2 separate regions of the Cyprinus carpio genome follow, and region 2 is linked to region 1. A link is a contact called in public Hi-C data. All regions are on one chromosome and are shown on one strand. Each heading gives the region's core, a stretch centred on a gene start, on an enhancer-like site or on the middle of the called end of the contact. The rest is flanking DNA. Distances are from core to core; before and after follow the strand shown. Region 1 overlaps LOC109077176 (neuroblast differentiation-associated protein AHNAK-like). Region 2 holds the start of LOC109109902 (elongation factor 1-gamma).

Evidence for each region. Hi-C and Micro-C count contacts between places; a contact is called where the count stands out from the background.
Region 2: a Hi-C map of skeletal muscle shows a contact between it and region 1, with 2.2 times the contacts expected there. The contact joins the promoter of LOC109109902 here to the enhancer-like site in region 1. A contact is called at or near these places in 4 of 8 Hi-C or Micro-C datasets (liver and skeletal muscle).

Annotation. Positions count from the first base shown.
Region 1 is chrB14:21,496,588-21,503,660 of ASM1834038v1, forward strand. It overlaps LOC109077176 (neuroblast differentiation-associated protein AHNAK-like), which reads right to left. Exons shown (of 10, transcript XM_042738553.1): 2 at 2,391-2,452; 3 at 1,950-2,106; 4 at 1,515-1,711; 5 at 1-1,358. The coding sequence starts at 2,106. Among protein-coding and RNA genes, the nearest start is that of LOC109077176, 9.6 kb to the right of the region's middle. Within about 2 kb of position 4,879, at least 1 of the 8 cell types and tissues checked has an H3K27ac peak or open chromatin away from gene starts, as enhancers often do. A contact at or near this core is called in skeletal muscle, where this site is marked.
Region 2 is chrB14:21,534,868-21,541,875 of ASM1834038v1, forward strand. LOC109109902 (elongation factor 1-gamma) reads right to left here and starts at 4,086. Exons shown (of 10, transcript XM_042738558.1): 1 at 3,958-4,086; 2 at 3,104-3,262; 3 at 2,968-3,031; 4 at 1,881-2,023; 5 at 1,652-1,795. The coding sequence starts at 3,969. LOC109110454 (DNA-directed RNA polymerase II subunit RPB7-like) reads right to left here. Exons shown (of 8, transcript XM_042738560.1): 2 at 6,767-6,876; 3 at 6,520-6,679; 4 at 6,362-6,412; 5 at 6,197-6,259; 6 at 6,043-6,114; 7 at 5,909-5,942; 8 at 5,261-5,692. The coding sequence ends at 5,679.

The DNA.
Region 1 (7,073 bases), core at 3,629-6,128:
ACTTTTATTTCAGATCTCTCAACATTAAGCTCTGGACTCTTGATATCCACATTTGGTGCTTTAATCTCCATTTTGGCTTTCACGAGATTTACATCAGCATCAGGACACCTTACTTCTGAAGTTTTTATTCCAAATGAGGACATTTTGACCTTTGTAACAGTAAAGTCACCTTTGGTACCCTCGAGATCTGGCCTTTTAATTTCAACTTTTGAAGTTGCAACATTCCCTTCAACATTCGGAATGGACACATTAACATCTCCTTTCACTTTTTGTCCTTTGAGATTTAAATCCACATCTGGCATAGAAATTTGACCAGTGACTGATGGCGCATCAAATTTGACATCTTTGACTGTACGCTCATGTCCTTTAAAGTGAAGCTCTGGACCCCTGACGTCCATATCTGGTGGTGTGATTTTTACATCAGCTTTAGGTAGACTTACTACTGTATCAGGTTCCTGAACCCGAGCTGACATTTCCTGATTCCCAGTTATGGTGAAACCTCTCTGACTAACATCTTTAAGATTTTGAGTGTTAAAATTCACTTCTACATTTTGACCTTCCTTGGGCCTTTGCACATCTATGGTAACTTTAGACAGTTTTGTTTTATCAGCAGACCCATCCTTATGCTCTTCAGACGAAGATTCCCTGCCAATACTGCCCCCTGTATCTCCACTAATGGAAAAACCTGAAACGCGAGTGTTCAGAACAGGGCCCTTTAATGTAGCAACCTCAGTTCCTCCCATCATACTTGAAGCTTTAAAACCAGCTTCCACTGGAGAAGAAATATTTCTCACGTCTTTGTCTAACCCCATGGTTACTTTGCCAGAGAGATCACTACTGCCTGCAGAAGCTTCAGTCTTTCCAAAATGTTCTATCACCTTCTGTCCTCTACCACCTGACAGTCCAGTGTCTGACACATTAATTATAATCTCTTTCCCACTACCATCTAATTCACTTGTTGCTTCTAAAGATCCTGTGCTAGAGTGCTTCACAGTGGAGCCAGTGACATGGGGCCCACTAAGAGTTATGTCCCCCATTTTTATAGCTCCGTGTGCACCACTAACAAGGCTACTATGTGGTAATCTGATTTGAGTAGAATCTCCCTCTGACTGCTCATGCTGCAAGACCTGAATTTTGAAATCAGGGTTTGAGTGATCAATCTGCTGACTAGTCTCCCCAGGCACATCCACAGTGTAGGTAGTTATTCGACGAGTGATTGTAGTAATGGTGCAACCATCACTGCTTGTGCTGCTGTGACGTTCTGTGCGCACATCAACACCCTCAGCAAGATCCTCTGACTTTAGTCTAGGTTTAATCTTCTTAGTGTAGATTCTCTTGTAATCTTCATCATCCCCACTCTACAGGAAATGGAATATAACAAATTACTTCGACATGCCATTTCTGTGTGAAACTTATGCAAGAGAGAAATGTGTAAAACATTTCTGTTAAATTTAGTTTTTAAATACTGAAGTACTGATCATACTGAAAATCAACGATTTACGAGGCAACCTTACCAGAAGAATGTCTGAACTAGACCCTCCACGTCCTTCCCGTGACAATGTCCCCATTGGAGAACGGCAAGGTGACTTGTCTCCAGACTTATTTTGTAATTTTAGTCCAACCTTATGTCGGTTAAGAGTCTTTAACAGTTCAGCCGTTTCTTCTGAGCTCATGTTGTCAAAGTAAATGGTGGCCCCCACAATTTGGTCACCTGTGACAAAAAAACAGTACATGGTAAGTTCAAACAAAATGAATTACAATAGATAAATTATATCTGGAAGACCTACAAGAGCATTAGCTCATTTAAAAAATAAAATAAAAAAGTCACCAAAAGGGGGTGACAAATGTTGTTCAGAGAATAAAAACTTTCGAGAAATGTTAGAAAATTAGGTTTTCTAAATGTTTACACATTACATTACAACCTGCAGGGTTTTTTTTTGACTTCATACCTTCGTATACTTTCCCAGTATGAGCAGCAGGGGACTCATCTTTCACCTCTTTGACAAAAATCTCTCCTTGACCTTTTTGTTCTATGGTGAGCCCAAGCTTATCAGTGCCTGTCCACTGTGGGAAAAGCACTTCCCTTGTGTCCTGCTCGTCAGCCATCTTATAAATAAATAAAATGAGAAATTACACAATACACAATGAAACACAGTAAAACAGTTACACAATTACACAACACCAAATATATGTTGACTACTATACAGTTTCAAGCTGAATGAGCATAAGCTTTTTTCAGAAGAGAAATTACCTTATAAACAGTAAAAAAGTGCTTAGTATTTTTCAGTAACTGATAAAAAAAAAAAAAAAAATTAACTATGCTTTGCTGTGAATTACATGTAGATATTAACATCACAGCTAAAACGCATCTAACATTTCATTTTGTATACCTCTAAACGTGTTACTTCTTCACCTGTCCCCTAGTGTGGACCGTGTCAGCCCTTGTTCTTTCCTTAACACAGAAAAAAAGAAAGTTAGTGTCTTGCATTCAAATGAACCTTTCACAGATAGGTTTAACAGTATGTTCATACATTTAAAATAATAATAATAATAATAAATAAATAAATAAATAAAATAAAACAATGCTGTCTTTTTTTTCTTTTTTCTTTTTTCTTTGATAACAGTAAATTAGTTTCAAACTGAGACCACCAGATGGCAATATAGTCTCCAACAAAGTGAAAGTAAACAAGCATGATTTCTGTTTGGGAACTTAGCAGTGGTTTAACTACATATTTCTAGCAAGAACTGAGTTATCTTTATACAATAATTTTCTTCAGCAGCAAAACACTAAGCCGCATGAGGAGAGAAAGCTTTAAAACAAGAGGAATTACTTGTCACTAAATGCATTAAGCTCAGTTTAATACACAGAGATTAAACATATAATTATATCTAAAAATCTGATGTCCATGAAATGAAAATCGGACTGTAGATCTGGGAAGTCTTTGCTTGATGAACATCGCTTCAGAGTTTGTTTGTTTTTTAGCTGACATAGGCCTGCCATCACAGCTTTCAACACAGAAAGTTCTTTGTTTCAGGGATATCAAAATCATCCACCCTGCAAGATCTCTTGAACATGAAAACACCTAGGCCTACATTCATATTTCACTACACATTGGTAAATGTGTTGCACTAGTTTATTTTAATTATGAAAAAAAATATACATCTTGTTATACCAAAAGCTAAGTAGAACTCAAAAAAAACTGGTATTACACAAAAATATTTGTTTGCTCAATAACATGATTGATCTGTCAGAATAAAGTATTCCAAAATGCCATACAGAGTGTAAGAAATGGAAATGGAAAAAGCTTTGTCTCATGTGAACATGAATTGGTGGGATCTTAGGGTTATTCAAGCAATCCAAATGCTCCCTTGATTCAAAATAGTAAGTATACTCCCTTCTGAAATAAGCCTGACCTGACCTGTGGATTACTGAAGGAATGTACACACTCAAAATAAAATGTGAAAACAATGCTGCAAATATTAAAGGCTTAGGTGCAACTCCACCATTCATGAAGCTAATGATAAAAAGTTCATTCAAATTTATTTCTATTAAAAAAAAAAATATGTAAATTGAAATAATTTATTTCAGCAGCAATCAAGGAATTGCAAAGATGTAAATACATTGCTAAAGTTGCTTTTAGTCTGTCTATTAGTTTTAAGTTCATCTATATGCAAGTATCTAAACACTAACAAAGTTGAACAGATATATGCATTTAAGATCAAGATATGCATTTAAAATATACAGTCTCTGTCTTCTGGAAATTGGTTAATTGGAAAATTGATTATTCATAAATGACTAGAGAAATTCTGTGTATTTTATAGAATGAGAACATTTTCTCCCCTCTAAATTATAAATACCACTTGCCTCCCACTAAATATGCTTCCCACTGGAGTAAAAGAAGCCTAGATTTGTGTCCATGTCAACCATTATACTCCAGAGACAGGATAATACAGAGCAGATCATTTGAGAGAGTCAATCATGCTTCCCTCTGTTTGAATTGTACACAAAATTTTCTATTTATACTAAAGCACTATTAGAGGCTGTTAGATATTAAAAGAATAGACGGGTTTAACATTATAAACAATAAGGAGAAAACAAGACGACACTACAACTACACATCAACATTACAATAATTTAACACATTTTACTGTTGCTTTAACTGGAATTCTGAAAGAAACGTTAGTTTCATGTGGAATCTACTTTGATTATGTGATTGTTAACAAATTCTAAATGCTTTAAAAAAGGATTAGTCAACATCACATGCAACAGAATAATGCACAACATTTTACATTTAATAGACATTAAGTCTGAATGTAATTTCAGTAAAACCTCTCAAAGTGCACAGGGGTAGAAATGCTACACATGGGACATGAAAGCTGTGAAACCCAAGCCTGAAAAAAGTGCCTTATTGTTGTTGGCTAAAGCTGATATTTACAAAAGGAAAAGGGGAAAACCTACATTGCTGTGTACTTAAGAACTCCCTAGCAAGCCATGCAAAAGCTTATTATTTCTCTCCCAGCCTGGTCTATGTTCTGCCTCTTAACATGTTGCCACTCCCTCTATCAACATTCCTGTACCACTATACATACATGTTCTACTTCCTTTACCCTTTTTTAAACCTATATAGTGCACGGTACTATTTGCACAGCGGCTGTTGTCACAAATCTGACAGATTCCTCACAGTGCACTTTTGGAGGAGCAAACTGAGTGGGAGGGTAAGAAAAAAAGAAATCAAAAAAAAAAAAAAAAATAGAGGCAGATGTGTACATTCATGACTGAAACATGGAACTATCATGGAACAAAGTGGCAGCAGAAGCACATTACATTGCCCAACACATTAATTGTGCCCAAGGAGGCACACCTTTCTTTCTCTTAACCACAGAGACTGAGCTCAAAACAACTCTGACACCAAGTATAGCACAGATTATCTTACTTTGTATAAGTGAGATATCCTTAAGCTTTTACAAGAGTATAAACCACGTCATTACCAGAGTATTACTGCAGGGTATTTGCTTTAAGCAGATGGCTCTTACCCAAAATCATATGACCTGCTATGATCCATGTAAGCAGACGCTTCAAAATACCTCTGGTGTTTGTACGATCATAAGACCTCAGCGATGAAATAGAACACATCTTTGTGAACTGTTGAGTTGTAATCGGGACCTTTTAAGCAGACCTAGCTTTGAGGTCTAGCAAAAAAAAAAAACGAACATCTTACTGTAAAATTTAAAAAAAAAAACAAAAAAAGGAAAAACCAAAACCCCAAATTAGAATTACTGTTGTACAAAAAGGAGCAAGAGGACCTAAAAAGGATATGGAGGGAACCCATTATAAACCTTAATTGATTTGTGTATGAATCATAATTGGGTGACACAGCATACACCCAGCAATTCTTGCTGAATGACAAGTGGGTGTTACTGCTTATGCTTTCATTCATTCCATTGTCAAAGCAACAAATTGGCAGAAGGTTCTGCTTAGTCTTATAGCTGATGTTTTATGCATGTCAAACTTATAAATAAAGGAACCTACTGAATTGCCAAGGCTAATGCTCAAACTCTCTCCCGTCTTCCTTTATATTCTGAAAGAAAGCAAGAAAGGAGAGGGAAATCAGATGTAATATAAGTAAATATTTCAATGCATCAAATAGCCAGATGTCAAAACCATCAATTACAAAATGTACATTCAACCCAAGTATCACACTTTTATCTTTTAAAGCAAAAAACTTTATAATAATAGTTTTGTTGCATGGTTTTGAGACCTTAAGCTAGTGGATCAGACTGACTTTATTTCCTTTTTCCTTTAAAAATGCAGCCCCACCCTAGTTGGCTTTATACTTTGGTTTACCCTAAGAGGGCGACATTGACTGAAACGGTTACAATACGGGCGCACAGAACGGGGAGTTTTCCTTTGCACGAACCAAAGACAGAAGCGCACACGTGTCTGCACAAGATTAAACGTTTCCTCTGGATGTTGCTGTTGAATAATTGTCTGACTAGTCTGACAAGTGAAAGTCACAATTACTTTTGTGTTTAAATATTAAGTTTGATAACTAATTATTGTTAAATACAATTAACAGCATCACTCCCTCAAAATAAACTCAGCCTCACATGGCTGCAAATCCACCCTGCACTCCAAACACTGGGAATCTGTTTGGGCAGCTACAGAAAGAGTGAAATTGCTGGTCACTGTCAGATATTACTGTGTTTGAAAATGTTTTAGTTGCCTTACACACGCATATGAGTGAGAGTCAAACTCTTACACTCTCATCTATGCGTTTGTTTGCAACATTTGATGTCAAGAAGCAATTCAAGACGACTGTAAACTAAAAACCTAAAATGATGTGAAGCCATTCATAGTAACCATGCCAATAGCATGAAACTGTCACTTGCCACAAACAAAAAAAAAGTTCAAGTAAGTTTCTCTCACAGGAAAGCAAACATCATGTGCAAATCCTCATTTGATCGCCTAAAAACTCCTCAATTCACATGGTTATGGCCGAAGACACTGGAGGCTAAACTACACAGTCATTTCACTCATTTAATTTCACACAAACCAAATTATCAAACTTCATTATCCACCCTTATCTTAGTCCATTTTTGTTTCATTTAATAAAAAGGTTTAGACGGCCAGATCATGTGGGAAACAACTCCTTTCTATCAAGCAGTATTTGCTCTAATAATGTACTTCTCGAGTTACTCAAAAATTATAAGTTTCAATTGTTCAAAAGCATAAGCTGCGAGGCTTTTGTCAAGACTAAATCGAGTGACTTCATACCAAACACCTAAAATACTCCTGCAGCTCAGGCATCATGAAGAGAAACTTTAAAGAGCAAGTGCCATTAGCGCTCATGCACATTCTTTAAATCTGTGAAGTGTTGAATTTTCCTTCACACTCCATGGCCTTTGAAGCTGTCCCGTGGCTTCTTGTCCAATTTAGCGTTTGATAATTTCTGCATGGAGGAAGCGGAGGACAAAGAGTTATCTGTTTTAAGCCTTTCAGTCCAGGCTAGAGAAATGTTGGGAATTTGTTTCATTTCATAAACATGTATTTCAGGCCTTTAAAGCAATGATGC
Region 2 (7,008 bases), core at 2,836-5,335, 37 kb after region 1:
TCACAGTATCTCTGTGCATTCAAAATGGCATCAATAAAATACACCTGTGTTTGTTGTTCATAACATATGCCTGCCCATACCATAACCCCACCGCCACCATGGGCCACTCGATCCACAACACTGACATCAGCAAACCACTCACCCACACGACGCCATACACGCTGTCTGCCATCTGCCCTGTACAGTGAAAACCGGGATTCATCCGTGAAGGGAACACCTCTCCAAAGTGCCAGACGCCATCGAATGTGAGCATTTGCCCACTCAAGTCAGTTACGAAGACGAACTGCAGTCAGGTCGAGACCCCGATGAGGATGACAAGCATGCAGATGAGCTTCCCTGAGACGGTTTCTGATAGTTTGTGCAGAAATTCTTTGGTTGTGCAAACCGATTGTTGCAGCAGCTGTCCGGGTGGCTGCTCTCAGATGATCTTGGAGGTGAAGATGCTGGATGTGGAGGTCCTGGGCTGGTGTGGTTACATGTGGTCTGCGGTTTGTAAGGCCGGTTGGATGTACGTACTGCCAAATTCTCTGAAACACCTTTGGAGATGGCTTATGGTAGAGAAATGAACATGTGGTGGACACATTCCTGCAGTCAGCATGCCAACTGCATGCTCCCTCAAAATTTGAGACATCTGTGGCATTGTGCTGTGTGATAAAACTGCACAACTTAGAGTGGCCTTTTATGCTATAATCGGCGAAGGTGAAGTGCTCACCTGGGAGGTGGATGGATTATCTCGGCGAAGGAGAAGTGCTCTCTAATACAGATTTAGACAGATTTGTGAAAAATATTTGAGAGAAACAGGCCTTTTGTGTTCATAGAAAAAGTCTTAGATCTTTGAGTTCAGCTGATAAAAAATGGGGGCAAAAACAAAAGTGCTGCGTTTATAATTTTGTTCAGTGTATGTACGCGGATACGTTGTTTACATTCAGATCAAAGCGTCAGCAACATATCTGCATGCGGTGCTGCTGACACAGAACAGCATATTGTTTACGTATGTGATACTCTCCAAAACAGCGCAAGGGTGACACGTAAGAGACTAATTGTTGAATAAAATCATTATTTTTTTTTTCTTTGCACACAAAAAGTATTCTCGCAGCTTTGTAAAATTATGGTTGAACAACGGATGTCACAAGGATTATTTTAACGATGTCCTTACTACATTTCTGGAACTTGCTCGTGTTAGGATGTTGCTTGTGTTAGGATCCCTGCTGTCTATTTGAGGCTCAGAAAGCTCTCGGAATTGAGGAATGACAATTTTCATTTTTGGGTGAACTATCCCTTTTTAATTTTCAATAAATATATTCTGAAAACTAAAAATCACTAATATCAGAGGCCAGCTGCATACACTTAGCCTCTGTGTTAAGACTGTCTTAATTACTTGCAGTTAGCAATGTGGTAATCAGTCTCGTTTTAAGATTTAACAGACTAATCTACGATGTAATGCAACTAGATTAAAGAAAATTATGGACATTTTTAAAGAAAGAAATTTGATGACTAACTTTTAAAACTAGTCTCAAGCTTTTATGCAACAGGCTCCAGGTGAACTAAGATGAGATCAGATAAATATATATGGACCTATTTTGTGAATCCACATCCCTAATTAATACAACCTGGTCACAGCTCAGGTTTTCATGGCACCCTGCAGACTCACCTGTTTGTAGAGCCAGAGCAGAGAGCAGACAACAGTGATGTCAGCCAGACTGACTCTCTCCCCAACCAGGAAAGTGCGAGTGGTTAAATGCTGATTGAGGATGGCGAGGACACGTTTCACCTCTTCCTTAGCCTGTTCTGTGGCCTGCAAACAAGACAGAGTGCAGACTTACAAAAAACATTCAATTCCCGACAGATGAGACCATTACACTAATATATTAAAAGCTAACCTGTTTGTTGAACTGCATGATACCCAAGGTGGGGAACACCCAGGCACTAGCTGGAGGGATGATCTCAGAGTCAGCAAAACTGACCCACTGCAGCACCTGGGCACTGGCCTGAGGAGTGCTGCCACGGAGGGCATCATTGCTCACTGTCAGCAGGAAACAACAGCATTAACTGGGTGTAATAAAACACTAAACATTTTTTAAAGCATCACAATAGTTCATATGAGCCTATTTACACTTGGCCACTTCAGGCATTTCCTCTGATCGTGAAAAAGACCAGGGACTCGTTTAAAATCTGAACATACAACAGCTCATAAAATAAATAAACATCCGAATGCACACACACAAAAAATAGAAAATTCCGAATGCATCCCTCTTCGTAAACTGCAGGTCATATTAAACTCAAATGCAATATGTACAAGTGCATCAACACCTGTAAAAATACAAGTATCTCTTTATGGATCATATAAATTATTATAATATGCGCTCTCTGAAAACATGTGGCGGGCATTTGATGGTTTCTGCAAATAATGCGTGTAAGCAATTATCGGCAAATTTTCATATAAATTAATGTGATTAATAATCAGCAGTTATAATGTTGCTTATTTTCCAACAAATGAATGCATATTTTGATTACCTTTTTATCTTAACACTTAATAAAAGACATTGAGCTATTTGAATTTCTGGTATACGAGTTGCAAATGCATGCTCTTCAATCAGCGTACACAAGAAAAATTTCATATCAGTTTCTGTCTTTATACACCCTAATTTAAAATCAATGCAATTTAGGATCAGTTTAGGAAAACCCAATGCTCGGCATCGCATCCCAAAGCTCAACACACACTCATCTTCATTAAAACACCTGAATGCACGCTCTCTCACACCTATTACGGCCTTTGAATTTGAAATTGGAGGATGAATGAAATACAACACACATTTGTTTAATTTCCATACACCAAAAGAACTAAAGATTTATATTTGTTTTGAGGATAAAAATTTCTGTGAAAGAGCAAATGGAGCCCTTTTAACAAATCGCCATCCGATCAAAAGAAGTGGCCAAGCATAAACAGGCCCTATAAAGCATACTTACAGAAGTGAGCAATGGCATTGCTCTCAAACAGACAGAAGCCATCATCACCCTGGTAAGCAGGAACCTAAATGGACGGGAACAACATTAATAACTACATCCAGGACACATGCATTTAAAAAGGCATGCGGATACTAACCTTGCCCAAGGGAAAGTTGCTGAGGAAAGCAGGGGATCGGTTCGTCTGCCCAAAGGTGAAGGCAGGGGAGGCGCTCGCAATCTTCAGACGAGCCCCGCTGTACTGGGCAGCGATCTGAGCCTTAAAGGCCCTCCAGTTCTCTGGGTATGTGTAGAGAGTCTGCAGAAACACAAGGTTTGAGATCACATCGCTGAAACGGATGCTGCTCGTTCAGACTCAGTGCCAACAGAAGCTGTCCCTTCATTATGACCCCTCACAGAGCATTACACAGCACTATCCCCGAGGCAGCTGACAAAGTCTATTCCTGAAATAATTGACCTCACACACTATAAACAGTCTGCATGCACAAATAGAGAACAAACACTGGATGCTTCAGTACATTTATTTATAAACCATCTGGTGTTGTTAAGTTTTGAAACCTATGATTAAGACTTTCAACACTAGGTTTCAGAATTGGATGTCAATGGTTTAAAAATGTTTTGACGGCCACACGATGAATGCTTTTCTACCCGCTCGCGCTGCTGATATACATGCGCTTCGCTGTCATGCATTTAATGTGAAACTACAAATAACATGACACTCAGCCATCTACAAAATGTTTAAAGCGGAGTGAAAGGCGTGGACGGGAGAGCAAGGGAAACGTGGCACAATGTCATCACTCTAACCACCTTATAAAGGGGTGTGGGGAATATTTACAGCGCAAATAATCATCACGGCGGCTTTAAAAGAGGCTATAAAATAATACTGCTCAAAAACAGCGTATAAAGATATAAGGATTGGCGTGATTATGGGGTGATTGTGGATGGAGATGTGCTGTAATAAGGCATCAAAGGGTTTTCTCCCATCTTACTCACCCCTGCCGCCATCTTCAGGACGAGAGAAAGGAGGAACGGGTCGCGCGGTGCTGACGTAAAGGCCAGGCCTGTCGCAGAAATAACACGTAATAAGGCCGTGAACGTGAGAGATGGACGTGCCTTTTTTTTCTTTATACATTTGTTTGGAAAGTATCAGATTCATGTGAGAAAATGAACTAAAGATAAGCAATATTTTAAGCATTTTATAAACCAGATTAAATTACATGGATCTCTTTTGAATGACGTAAGAAGCTAAAAAAGGAAGGCACGCCGTGCACTTCTTTAAAGTTATTGTAAATTGTGATTTTCTTGTTCCTTTTTTGGTAACACTTGTTGTGAAATTTATAGACTCATTTCTATCTTGTTTAATTATAATAAACTTGTTTTTATTTTTAGGGAACACTGCGAGTTTTTGATATTCAGACAGAAGTCTCATTTTGGAATAAACAGAATGAATGAATGAATGGATTATTGTCATTCTAAGTTTTGATTATAAAGCTTATTTATATGTTTAAAAAAAATTAAATCCTCCAACCTAAGAAAGTACTGAAATAAATATAAAGTTCTTTTTATAAAAGTGAAAAATTACCTAATAACAGACTGTCCCTACAGTTGTGTCAAGCATCTGCTACAGTTCTGTCAAGCATTGTGTTCCTCTGAATAAAGTAATGCAGGTTTTGAACATTAAGCTTAAATTTAATTTCCATATCAAAAATATAATAGCAAAACAACATCACAATATAAAAAAAAAAAAAAAAAAAATCCATTCAAGATTTCCAATAAAATCAAAACGTGAAGAAAAACAAAAAAAATAGTCTTATCTGTGCATGGATACTATACAACTCAAAAAAGCCTGTGAAGTTCCTATTTAAGGGAAGTAAATGCAGTTGCTCTGATATTTATAAAGGCCTTCCCAAAAGACCACAGTTTATATTCAGTCCCAAAGCAGCCTATGACTTCCTTGTTAGGCATCTTGATGATTACATGTTTGGATCCATTGGCGAGCGAGTGTACTGCTAAATTTATCCAGATTCTGTTCCCACGAAGAAACAGACTCATCTTGAAAAGCCTGATGGTGAGTAAATATTATTTTGTGTGGTGAACTATTCCTTTAAATATTTCAGTAGGCAGCGTGCCACTGTGTGACTGGCATGAAAGAAAGCTGTTGCAATAATAATGATATTGTTTTCAGAGTGGGGTACCAATATCAGCAATGCTCACTGCGTACTATGTATCAAGCCTCTCTCACACAGAATCACAGAACAAGCAATAACTAAAACAAGAAAACCAGACGGAGACACGGTCAACATTTTGTGAGTGCTGTATTACAAAAGAGAAATATATTCAAGTACAGGCTGGCTGGCATTTACAAAAATATGCTTAAAAATGACCTTACATTATAAAATGTGATGAATGATACCGCTGACTTTCCATAACATGCTTGTGAAATGCTTTTGCCCACAGGATCTCTCAATATCTCAAGAGCCCAACTAATGATATTTAAATGAAACAATTCACAGTCTTTCCCATTTAACTTGATGCCGCTCCACAATTGAACTCTTGCCATGGGAAAACTATGGATATACTAACATGGGGATAAAAATAACAATAAAAAGAGGGGAGAAAAAAACACAACTTCAAATGAATGGGAAAATAATTACAGTATATACATAAACTAGTTAGCATCAAGTTTCATATTTCCCATATTCTTGGCAGAAGAATCAGCTCACAAGACCTAGAAGAATGAGAATAAAAGTCTTAGACAATAGTTGGATAGTACAACATAAAATAGACAAAGAATAGACAATACGTTATTGGGAAAAAACAACAGCATTGAAATGAATGGTTTTTGATATAACAGGTACAACAGTTATTGTAAATTATAACTCAATAAAGATATGGCACTGTAAACACAGCTGTGACAGATGTTTTCTTTACAAGAAATACATACCCAGGTAGTCATCCATGAGAGAGCCAATGGCAAACTAATAAAAAAGAAACAAACAAAAAAAAGGAATTAAATAACCTTTAGAATTATATCCAAATTGAAATTTTCTAAATATCAACAAAGTGACAGGGACTTACAATATCATTCTTATCCACTCGGGTTCCCACAATCTTCAGCCGAATTTCATCGTCTTGTTGGATCACAATGTCCTGTTGAAGACAACAAACTGAAACCACCTATATTCGTGCAAATGAGGACTTGAAGAATTCCCCTCAATAAAACGCTTCCTACCTCATCGACTGTCTTATAACATGGAGGATTTGAGTTTTCAAAAAACACCACATAAGAAATAAACTAGATATAACAGAAAAAAAAAAAAAAAAAACAACAACAATCAACAACTAATCATTACACAAACCAATATATAATATATATATATATATATAAACAACCTACATGACGAGAAATGAAACAAGACATGGGGCCAATTTCTGTAAAGAGTCCAACCTGGGAAAGGAAAGAGAGAAAAACATTATACTGAGGTGTAAAAAAATAAATCATCAGCAGGGACGGCGAGTTTTATCAAAATCATTTAAAACATCATCGACCCGTACTTTGTTAACCTGGGTGACGACAGCATCCACAACTTCTCCCTTAAAGGGACGGAACACGATGGCTTTGTATTTGACGGGATACAGCACAAAACCCCTGCCAGGCTGGATAACACCCGCTCCAATATTATCGATCGTGGTTACTGCAATAACAAAGCCGTACCTATGAAACAAAAGAAAGACATCTGAGATTCATTTTTCATAATAATCACTGAAAAGAGTCAGATCTCTTGATTTCTGTTGGACTTACTTTCCTGTACATGTTCCCTCCACCTCAGTGAACAGCTTCTGTTTGACTGTGTTCAACAGGTTCGGTCCAAAGTATCGGGGATGCAGGAGAATCTCATGCTCCAAAGAGATCTATTGGGATGGATATTGAGAAAACAACAAACAAACAATAAATAAATAAATAAATTAATTAGTATGCATATATATATATATATATAGAGAGAGAGAGAGAGAGAGAGAAAGAGAGAGAGAAATTCATAAATA